3 separate regions of the Sus scrofa genome follow, and regions 1 and 2 are each linked to region 3. Evidence: chromatin contacts called from public Hi-C data. All regions are on one chromosome and are shown on one strand. The core of a region is the stretch at or near the end of the contact, and the rest is flanking DNA. Distances in the headings are between cores, read along the strand shown.

Region 1 (2,987 bases), core at 149-2,648, 520 kb after region 3:
TGAGGCGGGACTTCATCTGGCATTTTGAGAAAGGAGGCTGATGTGGTTGGAGCTGAGAAAGAATGGGGATGAGGAGGAATGGGAGGTGAGGTCAGTCTTGCAGGCCAGTAGGGATCCACTTGGGGCTTGAGAGCAGGGGAGATACACGGATCCAATTTAGGTCCCTGAGGTGTCACTGGGGTTGCCTTCGGGAGAACAAACTCTGTGGTCAACTTGTCCTGCCTAAACTGCCCCCAAATCCATGCCCTGCTTCTCTTCCTACAGCCAGGCCCAGTACAGTCATCCTCAGACCCCTAATATAACCATTTTTACAGAGAAGGACCCTGAGGCTTAGTGAATGCACAAATACAGGTGCCCTGGACAAAGAGGCCCCCCAAACCTATTGCTGAATAAAATAAAAGAGCAAGATATGTGGAATTCCCTCGGTGACTCAGCGGGTTAAGGATCCAGCACTGTCACTGCTGTGGCTCAGGTCACTGCTGTGTGGCCAGTCTGATCCCTGGCCTGGAATCTCCGTATGCCCTGGACGCTGCCATAAACAAACAAAACAAAACAAAGCGGGGTGGGGGGGGTGATAGCAATCCAGGAGAATGGTCCCGGAGGAATTTGAGTCTTTCCATTACTTTGGTCAAATTCAATTTCTTTTTTTTTTTTTTTTTTTGTCTTTTTTGCTATTTCTTGGGCCGCTCCCTCGGCATATGGAGGTTCCCAGGCTAGGGATCCAATCGGAGCTGTAGCCACCGGCCTACGCCAGAGCCACAGCAACGCGGGATCCGAGCCGAGTCTGCAACCTACACCACAGCTCACGGCAACGCCGGATCGTTAACCCACTGAGCAAGCGCAGGGACCGAACCCGCAACCTCATGGTTCCTAGTCGGATTCGTTAACCACTGCGCCACGACGGGAACTCCCAAATTCAATTTCTGTTCTCTGAACCTGGAAAGCGCAGAGTGTTTTAATTTCTGTCCCTTTAATCTGCTCCCTCCCACTTTAAGCTTCGCACAAGGGAGGCAAAAAAATGTGGGCTAGATGAGAGTCTTCAAAGCACAAAGCGACTGCGACAGCGAAGAGCCTGCCTGAGAGGCTTCCTCTGGATAAGGGGATCAACCAACCACGCGTAGACCGCGGGTTCCGGCGCGCCCTGGCGGCCAAGCAACTCCTGGCTGAGGCCACTAAACTCACGTGTGAAGCCGAGGGAACCATTTTTCATCTGGACAACGGCCATCTTGGTAAAGGCAATGCTTTAGATTGTAGCTTTTAATCTTCTCTCCTGACTTGTTAATATCTGAAGTAAGCGCAGGGGAGGAGCGTTTATACAATATTCGCTCCCTGAAGAGACAAAGAAACGGCTAACTTCCTGGACTTGGACTGGAGACCAGGGCAGTATTTTCTCTACCAAGATGGCGACGGAGCTCTGACATAATCAGCGCGCGCCGCCCGGGGCTCTGAGCGCAGGCCCCCCTCGGTGACGTCACAGAGGCGCGACCGGGCCGGCGCCGGGGGAAGGAGGTAGGAACAGTGGCGGCGCGGGCGGAGCCGAGGGGCGGGGTGCGGGTGGGCCCCGCGAGGCTGCTGGGTCTGGGACCACCCATCTGGAAGGGCTGGAGATGGGGTGCTCAGAGACGGGGGCACCTCTGGTCCCCAGGCTCCAGGGCTCCCGCGGAGGCTATCCCCATTTCCCTGAGCGGGCGATTGAGACCCAGAGAGACAGTGTTCTGTTCTAGGCCACCTAGCTCCAGCCCTTCCCTCAGCAGCTTACAAACTTGGGGTAACAGTGCTGAGTACAGACGTCCCTGGCTTCTTGTAATGGGGTCAGGACTGGGAAGAGGATGACGGTCTGGGGGAGCCCAGAAGAGGTATCTGGAGGACTTCTTGGAGGAGGCAGCGTTGAGTTTCATCTTTTATTCTCTCTCTTACTTTCACAACCGCTCAACCACGTGGTTCTTGACTCCCTCCTAACTAACCCCTGCTTAGCCAGACCCCCTGCTTGAGCTCCCTGCTTCTGTCTCACTCATCCAGTTCACCTCCTCACCAAGCCCAGAGGGCTCTGACGCCCTCCGCACCTTCCCCAAACCCTGGAATACAAATCCCCCTTTCCCAGCCTGGCTCCCCCACACTTCTGGGGGCTTGGGGCTCCCCACTCCCTCAGGCCTTTTCTTAGCTGTCTCCTCCAGGAAGCCCTCTGACACGCCCTTCCCACCTCTCCACAGACAGGTCGGAAGCCCCCTCCCAGCTTCCCTAGCACCTGCTTGTCCCCACCACAGCTCTGATCTTGAGTTACCATTCTTATTGTCTGTCTCTCAGCCAGCCTGGGAATTCCATTAAATCAGGAAGCCCATCAGCAATGCCTTTCCCCAGCATCCCACACGTAATGCTAGGTGCTCGGTGCGTGTTTACTGAATGACAAAGTGTGTGAGAGAGCATTTATCGAACAAAGAAGAAAAACTGTATTAGTTAGCACCAGCTGCCATAACAAAATACTACAGACTGGGTGGCTTAAACAACAGAAACGTATTTGCTCACAATTGTGCAGGCTGGGAAGGCTAAATTCAAGGTTTGTTCCCAGTGCAGGCTCTCTTCCTGACTTGCAAACGGCCATCTTCTCACTGTGTCCTCACATGGTGGAGAGAGTGAGCTCTGGTGTCTTTTTTCTCTTCCTTTTTTTTTTTAGGGCCGAACCTGTGGCATATGGAGGTTCCCAGCCTAGGGGTCAGGTTGGAGCTACAGCCTACATCACAGCCACAGCAACACCAGATCTGAGTCACGTCTGCAACCTTCACCACAGCTCACAGCAAACACTGGATCCTTAACCCACTGAGCGAGGCTAGCGATTGAACCTGCAATCACATGACTCCTAGTCAGACTGGTTTCTGCTGCACCACAACAGGAACTCCCTTTTTTCTCTTCTTATGGGTGCACCAGCTCTACTAGATTAGGGCCCCATTCTTACAACCTTATTTAACCTTTATCACCTCATGGTCACTGTC
Region 2 (2,964 bases), core at 351-2,850, 700 kb after region 3:
GAAAATGGCTTCCCAGCTCTGTGCCTCGGTTTCCTTGTGTTTACAAAGCTAATCCCAATGACTATTTATTAAGCACCTACTGTATGCCAAGCGCTTTTACTCGTGGCTTCTCCCTCAGCCAGCCTTAAGAAGGCTAGAAGTGGTGTTCTCATCCTCATTTTACAGACAAATAACTAAGGTCTGGGGAGAGGCAGAGATTTGTCCCATGATTGCCTGGTGAGAGTCATGCAGCCAGGCTCTGTCTCTCTGGAGCTTGGATCTAATGTCAGAGCAGATTCCAGCTCTCTCCCCTGTGATGCTAAGTGACCCACTGGGCACCTCAGAGCCTCCCTTTCTCCCATTTGTGGGTTGTTAGCAAGATCTCTGTGTCCTACGTGGTGAGGGCACTTTCCAGGCACTGCAGCCCAGTCTGCATTCCTTCTGGAGACACCCATGCAGCACCACCTAGTGTTGGAGCTAGACCAAGGCTGTGCATGACTTGCTCCCGCCTTCCACCCCGGAGCTGACAGTGAATAAAAGCCCACATTTACAAAAAGGAGGTCCAATGTCTGGATTTGTGAGGGGCCAAGAAAAGGGTAAGGGAAGAGTGGGGTGGAGGCGGGATGAAAACAGACCCGTGGCTCAAAGTCACTTGAAGTGGGTTTTGAAGGCTGCTGGGAGTTCATCATTGAGCTGCCCTCTCCGTGTACCCATCAGAGTACCCATCAGAGGCTCTGTCCTTCAGGGCTTCGTCTGGGGCCCCGAAGCTGTGGCAATAAATAAACCATCTGTGTCCTTTTTATATTAGTCTTTGCTTGGGCTGTCCCCTACAATTCTCCTCACCCCCTTCGGAACCCAGACCAGCCCGAGTGCCTTCGGTTACCTCCGAAGTAACCCGTAGGGTCGGAAACCCTTGGCCACGCCTCCCGATTCCGAGTGTCTTGGCTATTTCCGGAAACAGCCTGGGCATCTGGGCAGGCACTGGGTTAGTTATCCCTACCGGCGAGTTGATTCAGCTGTTCCCGGATCCTCTGGGCTACCGTGAAGACCTCAGATTTCAACCCCGGCTTCTTCTGGGCCATCAGCTTGTTTCCTGAAAAGCTCAGGTTTCTGTGGCTAGCCCCTTCCCCCATCTCCGCCACCTCCAGTTTCTTGAATTTGGGGCCACCTCACCCGCCCTTTGGAGATGTCCATGCTTCGACAGTTTCAGGAAGGTGCCTTTGGATCTAAGTTCCTAGGGCCTCATTTGGGACCGAACACACTTGGTTCTTGACAAACTTTCCGAAGTCTCCAGGCCCATCCCCTGTTCGGCTAGTCCAGCTAGAGCGCGCTCGGGCCATTTCCGGAATCGCTCGGTCTTCTCTGAGAGCAGCCGAGCCTAGCCAACCCGAGCTCGGGTCGCTCACCTGACCCGATTGTGCTCGGTTATTTCCGGAAGTGATCGGTTATCCCGGGGCAAACACCCCCGTACCCTCCAGTCCCGCGGGAGTACGTTCGGCTCTTTCCGGAAGCACTCGGGTGTCCCCAGCCTCCGCCTCCGCTTCGTTTCACCCGCCTTACCCGAATACACTCGGCTGTTTCCGCCGGAGGCGGGCCCGACCGATCGGAACCGCGGCGGCGGCGGCGGCGGCGGCGGCGGCGGCGGCGGCGGCGGCGGGGATCCCGCGGCTGCGGCGACGGCGGCCGCGGTGTAGCCACGGATCGGGCTCGGCTCGGCGTGACGGCTGCCGCGGCGGCGGCGGAGGCGGCCGCGACCAGGTAAGTCCAGGCTGGTCCGCGTGGCAGGCCGGGCAAAGGGTGCGCTTAAATGCAGGGCGCCCAAGCAGAGCGTGGGGCCACGGTTGAAGCCAGAACGCAAGCCGGGCTGCATCGGGCCCCGCGGGAACAGGGGGCCGCAGGGAGCGGGAGGCCTCAGGCTCGATCTGGCTGCGGTGCATCATCCGAGACAAGACGATGGGGGCAGTACGGGAGACCCTAGGCAGAGATAAAGGGTTGGAGCCGCGGCCCTGAATTGAGAGAGGCCCTGCCAGGAGTAGGGCGTCGAGTAGTAATGAGGGGCGCCCAGGCATTGTGTGGGGCATAGTAGGGTGCAAGACAGTAGAGGGTCGACTCCACTTCCGGCCCCTGGACTGGTCTGCGGGGTCCACGCAGGCTCAAAAGTGCGTCTTCACACGCATGAGCACGCAGGCCCTGTGTCCAGCCTCCAAGCCCCCAGCCAGGACTGTCCCCTCCACCCCGCCTCTTGGATTCGAGGTTCGAGGAGCGCTGGTTCCCAGGCGTGCTCACCGGGGCATGTGCAAACGTGTGCACGCCAGGGCGCGGAGGCGGGCAGACAAACGGATTCAGGAGGTTTCTTGGACGTCCCTCTCGCTGGGCCTCAGTTTCCCCACCTGTACAGTGGGGGCACAGGGGCCAGGGAACAGGTAAGTTGGAATGTAGAGCTTTTGCTCCGTGCTCAGATACCTCTTGCCGCTCCGCGTGATCGAAGAATAAAGCCTGACTCTCTGTCTGGCACTCGAGGCCTTGCGTGTTCTGAGGCTTCCTTAAGGCACCCTGAACTCTTGGCAAGCATTTCTTGCAGTCAAGCCTTTGCATGTACTGTTCCCTCTGGCTAATACCCCCTCCTGTCCTCTGTGAGGACCCGCCCTCCAGAAAACACCACCCCTCCCCACCACCATCCCCAACCTCTCAGGAGAACTCAACCTGCAGGGCTGAGATTGGATGTCTGTGCTGGGCTGTGTCTGCCTGAGACTGAGGGCTCTTGGGAGGTGATCATTGCCCTTCCAGCAGCCTCCCCCTTGGCAGCAGCCATGCCCCACCCCCATGTACCCCTTGCTGGCTCCATGGGGACAAGGTCCTCTGGGCCTCCTACCCATCCTCTCATGTGTTGAGTACCTCCTGTGGCCCCCAAACTGAGCCATGTCAGGACTCCTGTCCCCTTCTCTCCTGCAGATCCATTTGTTTGGACTCACCTCTAGGCCTTTG
Region 3 (3,238 bases), core at 145-2,644:
GCCGGGGAAACGAATCCGACTAGGAATCATGAGGTGGCAGGTTCGATCCCTGGCCTCGCTCAGTGGGTTAAGGATCCGGCGCTGAGGTGAGCTGTGATGTAGGTCGCAGAGGTGGCTTGGATCTGGCGTTGCTGTGGGTGTGGCATAGCCTGGCAGCTGTAACTCCGATTCGACACCTAGCCCAGGAATCTCCATATGCCGCGGGTGCGGCCCTAAAAAGCAACAACAACAATAATAATATTACAGTCCTCCTAGTTAAATGTGAATTTCGGATAAATGAATAAATTTTCAGTATGTCCCAAGTATTGCATGGGATATAGTTACACTAAAACGTTACTCATTGTTTATCTGAAATTCACATTTAACTGAGTGCCCTGTATTTTGCCTGTCACTTGGACCTCCCGACCACCCTGAATGGCCTCCTCCATTAGACTGAAAAGCCAGCGCGCGCAGAGTCCCAGGCAAATTCTGTTCTCACACAGTAGGCACTTGATGTATACTTTCGACAGACAGAACTCGGAGACGGCGAATGTCATCGTTTGCCCTTCTTTACAAATGAAAAAATTGAGCAGAGCGAGGCATGGGGTCTTTAGACCTGTATCCTGTTCGTCTTCCCAAAGTATATGAGCGCCGCCCTCCCGCTCCGTCCTAGAACCAGAGAATTAGTCGTGCGAAAGCGTCCTGCTGAGATCCCACCCGTCCGGTGCCTGGAATTCCACCATCTGCGCTTTATTCCATCAGCCGCCGCTGTCCTGGGTTAACCTGAAAGTAATCTCTGAGACTCCCCTCTGGCTTTCGGGGAGCCATAGACCAACCGAACACTCAACTCTGCAGCAGCAGACCTGGGCCAGAGTAGCCCAGAGGGGCGAGAGGACTGTGCTGGGGGTTCTAGGGAAGCTTCCTGGCAAAGGGGACCTTGGAGCTAGGCACTGAGGCTGAGCTTGTCAGAGGAAGAAGGGTATACGAGGCCATGGAGACAGCGGGAGGAAATCTAGGGAGGGGTGAGAACTGTAGAGTTCCGAGAAAACTAGAAATCTTCCCAGAAGTATGGACAAGATTTTCCCAGGGTCAGTGCATAGGTTCCCCGGAATTCTCTCCCGGTCACTGAGATGCTCTTGCTTCGCCTAAGGCTATGTAGTGGCCAAACGGGACTCAAATCCTTTCTTCTCCATAATTCCCACCGCCCTAAGCCAAGCCCTGTTCTTACCCCCACCCTCTTTTCCGGTATCTCAGATCCCTGCTGCTCTAGGATCCCAAAAATTCTGTCTAATGTTGCAGGGGGAACACCATTTAGCTGCACCCGGAGTGCTAGCACCCTGTCCTTTCCTGGAATCAGCCAATAGAAGCTAAGATCTTCAGTGGGTGGGCGGTACGTCTTCTACGGGGCCCAATGGTAACCGAGAATTGTTGAGCCCTTTACGGATCACGCCGCGAGGTGGGCGGGGCTAGCCCCGGCTGGGCGCTGCCAAGGCTGGTCGCTGATTGTGAATCCATGTGGCGGGTACTATGGACCCTGGTAGCCCGGGCGGCACGTGGGCCTCTCAGGTGGGGCTTCTCACTTGGGGGAGGGGGTGTGACGGCGTAGGGCGCTGCTTGGGGCCCAGATCCTCTCCCTAGGATCTGGAGGTCCAGTTCCCTTTGGCAGAGCCGTATTTTTGGTCTTCTTCCAAGGCTCTGTCCATCCCCCTGCCGCAGAGCCCACATGTGGATCAACTTCTCTCAGACATCTCTATTCAGTCATCTTACGGCCTCAAACCTTCCAATCTTTTCATCCCCCCGGCCGCAGAACTTACACTTGGGGCATCTCCTGACCATCTAGCCTTCGATCCACCTGCCACTCTGGCGGCAGAGTTTCTCAGAACACTGACTCTCCTCCTCTTCCAGTTCCAGGCCGTGCCCGCGCCAGAGCAGTGGCGCCCCGGCCCTGGGTCCCGGGTCCACTATCTTCGCACTGAGCTCTGGCCAAGGCCGCTGCGGCATCGCTGTCATTAGAACCAGCGGCCCAGCCAGCGGGCACGCCCTCCGGAGCCTTACGGCGCCCCGGGACTTACCCCCGGCCCGCAAAGCCTGCCTGCGCCTCCTCAGCGACCCCTGCTCTGGGGAGCCTTTGGACCGCGCGCTGGTGCTTTGGTTTCCAGGTGAGGGACTTCAGATCTGCAACCTCATATAGCTTCTATGACCCAACTTCCTCCTTCCGGACTTTTACCCAGGTGGTATCCTCCTGACACCTATCTCCTCACCATACTAGGTCCCCAGAGTTTCACCGGTGAGGATTGCGCGGAGTTCCATGTGCATGGAGGCCCAGCTGTGGTGAGTGGTGTCCTGCAGGCCCTGGGTGAGTCTGCAGCCTTGGGTTTAAGGTGTGGCTATATACCAGTGGGCCTGGATAGGAACCAAAAGGGGCTTAGGACCCTGAACCTTCCTGCAGGCAGTGTGCCAGGGCTGCGGCCAGCAGAGGCAGGCGAGTTCACCAGGAGGGCATTCGCCCATGGGAAGCTGAGCCTGACTGAGGTAGAGGGGCTGGCAGATCTGATCCATGCAGAAACTGAGGCGCAGCGGCGGCAGGCCTTGAGGCAGCTGGACGGGGAGCTGGGCCACCTCTGCCAAGGCTGGGCAGAGACCCTCACTAGGGCAAGTACACCATTTGCTCATCACTTGCCTGTCTAACCTGCATGAGAGCTTCCTGTGAGCCCAGTCGGGCACCTTGGGCCGGGCCAGACCTGGGCACACTGGGGGGTGGGTTCCTGGGTGATCACACTACCCAAACTCACCTCTTTCAGGCTCTGGCCCATGTGGAGGCCTATATTGATTTTGGTGAGGATGACAACCTAGAGGAGGGCGTCCTGGATCAAGGTGGGTCTGCCTGGGGGTGGGAGGTGGGGACATCTGGCATCTCAGCCCTTAGAGACCCCCTTACTCTCCCTCCTGCTTTCTTCCATCTACAGCTGACAGCGAAGTGCGGGAGCTAGAGGTGGCATTGGGCACACACCTTCGAGATGCCAGGCGTGGACAGAGGCTTCGCTCAGGGGCGCACGTAGTGGTTGCTGGACCTCCTAATGCCGGCAAGAGCAGCCTGGTGAACCTGCTCAGTGCGTGGGCAGGGGGGCGGGGCCCGGGGCAGGGGGTATACTAGGAGCTGGGGTACTGAGCTTTTAGGGGTGAGCAAGGGGCCAGGGAGGTAGAACACCAGCCAGCTCCAGCCCTGCCCCCGCCTCTGACCCTACCCCACCCCACCCCC

Evidence for each region. A called contact is a pair of places that touch in the nucleus more often than the background predicts.
Region 1: a Hi-C map of liver shows a contact between it and region 3, with 5 times the contacts expected there. The contact joins the promoter of CCDC124 here to the promoter of GTPBP3 in region 3. A contact is called at or near these places in 1 of 47 Hi-C or Micro-C datasets (liver) and 1 of 2 datasets of contacts at active chromatin or transcription factors (alveolar macrophages).
Region 2: a Hi-C map of liver shows a contact between it and region 3, with 6 times the contacts expected there. The contact joins the promoter of PIK3R2 here to the promoter of GTPBP3 in region 3. A contact is called at or near these places in 2 of 47 Hi-C or Micro-C datasets (liver and skeletal muscle).

What each region holds. Positions count from the first base shown.
Region 1 is chr2:59,829,972-59,832,958 of Sscrofa11.1, reverse strand. CCDC124 (coiled-coil domain-containing protein 124) reads left to right here and starts at 1,398. Exons shown (of 5, transcript XM_005654904.3): 1 at 1,398-1,509.
Region 2 is chr2:59,650,711-59,653,674 of Sscrofa11.1, reverse strand. PIK3R2 (phosphatidylinositol 3-kinase regulatory subunit beta) reads left to right here and starts at 1,600. Exons shown (of 16, transcript XM_021083506.1): 1 at 1,600-1,737. MAST3 (microtubule-associated serine/threonine-protein kinase 3) reads left to right here. Exons shown (of 28, transcript XM_021083495.1): 28 at 1-775.
Region 3 is chr2:60,353,559-60,356,796 of Sscrofa11.1, reverse strand. GTPBP3 (tRNA modification GTPase GTPBP3, mitochondrial) reads left to right here and starts at 1,394. Exons shown (of 8, transcript XM_021083561.1): 1 at 1,394-1,545; 2 at 1,885-2,138; 3 at 2,249-2,631; 4 at 2,781-2,853; 5 at 2,946-3,089. The coding sequence starts at 1,493.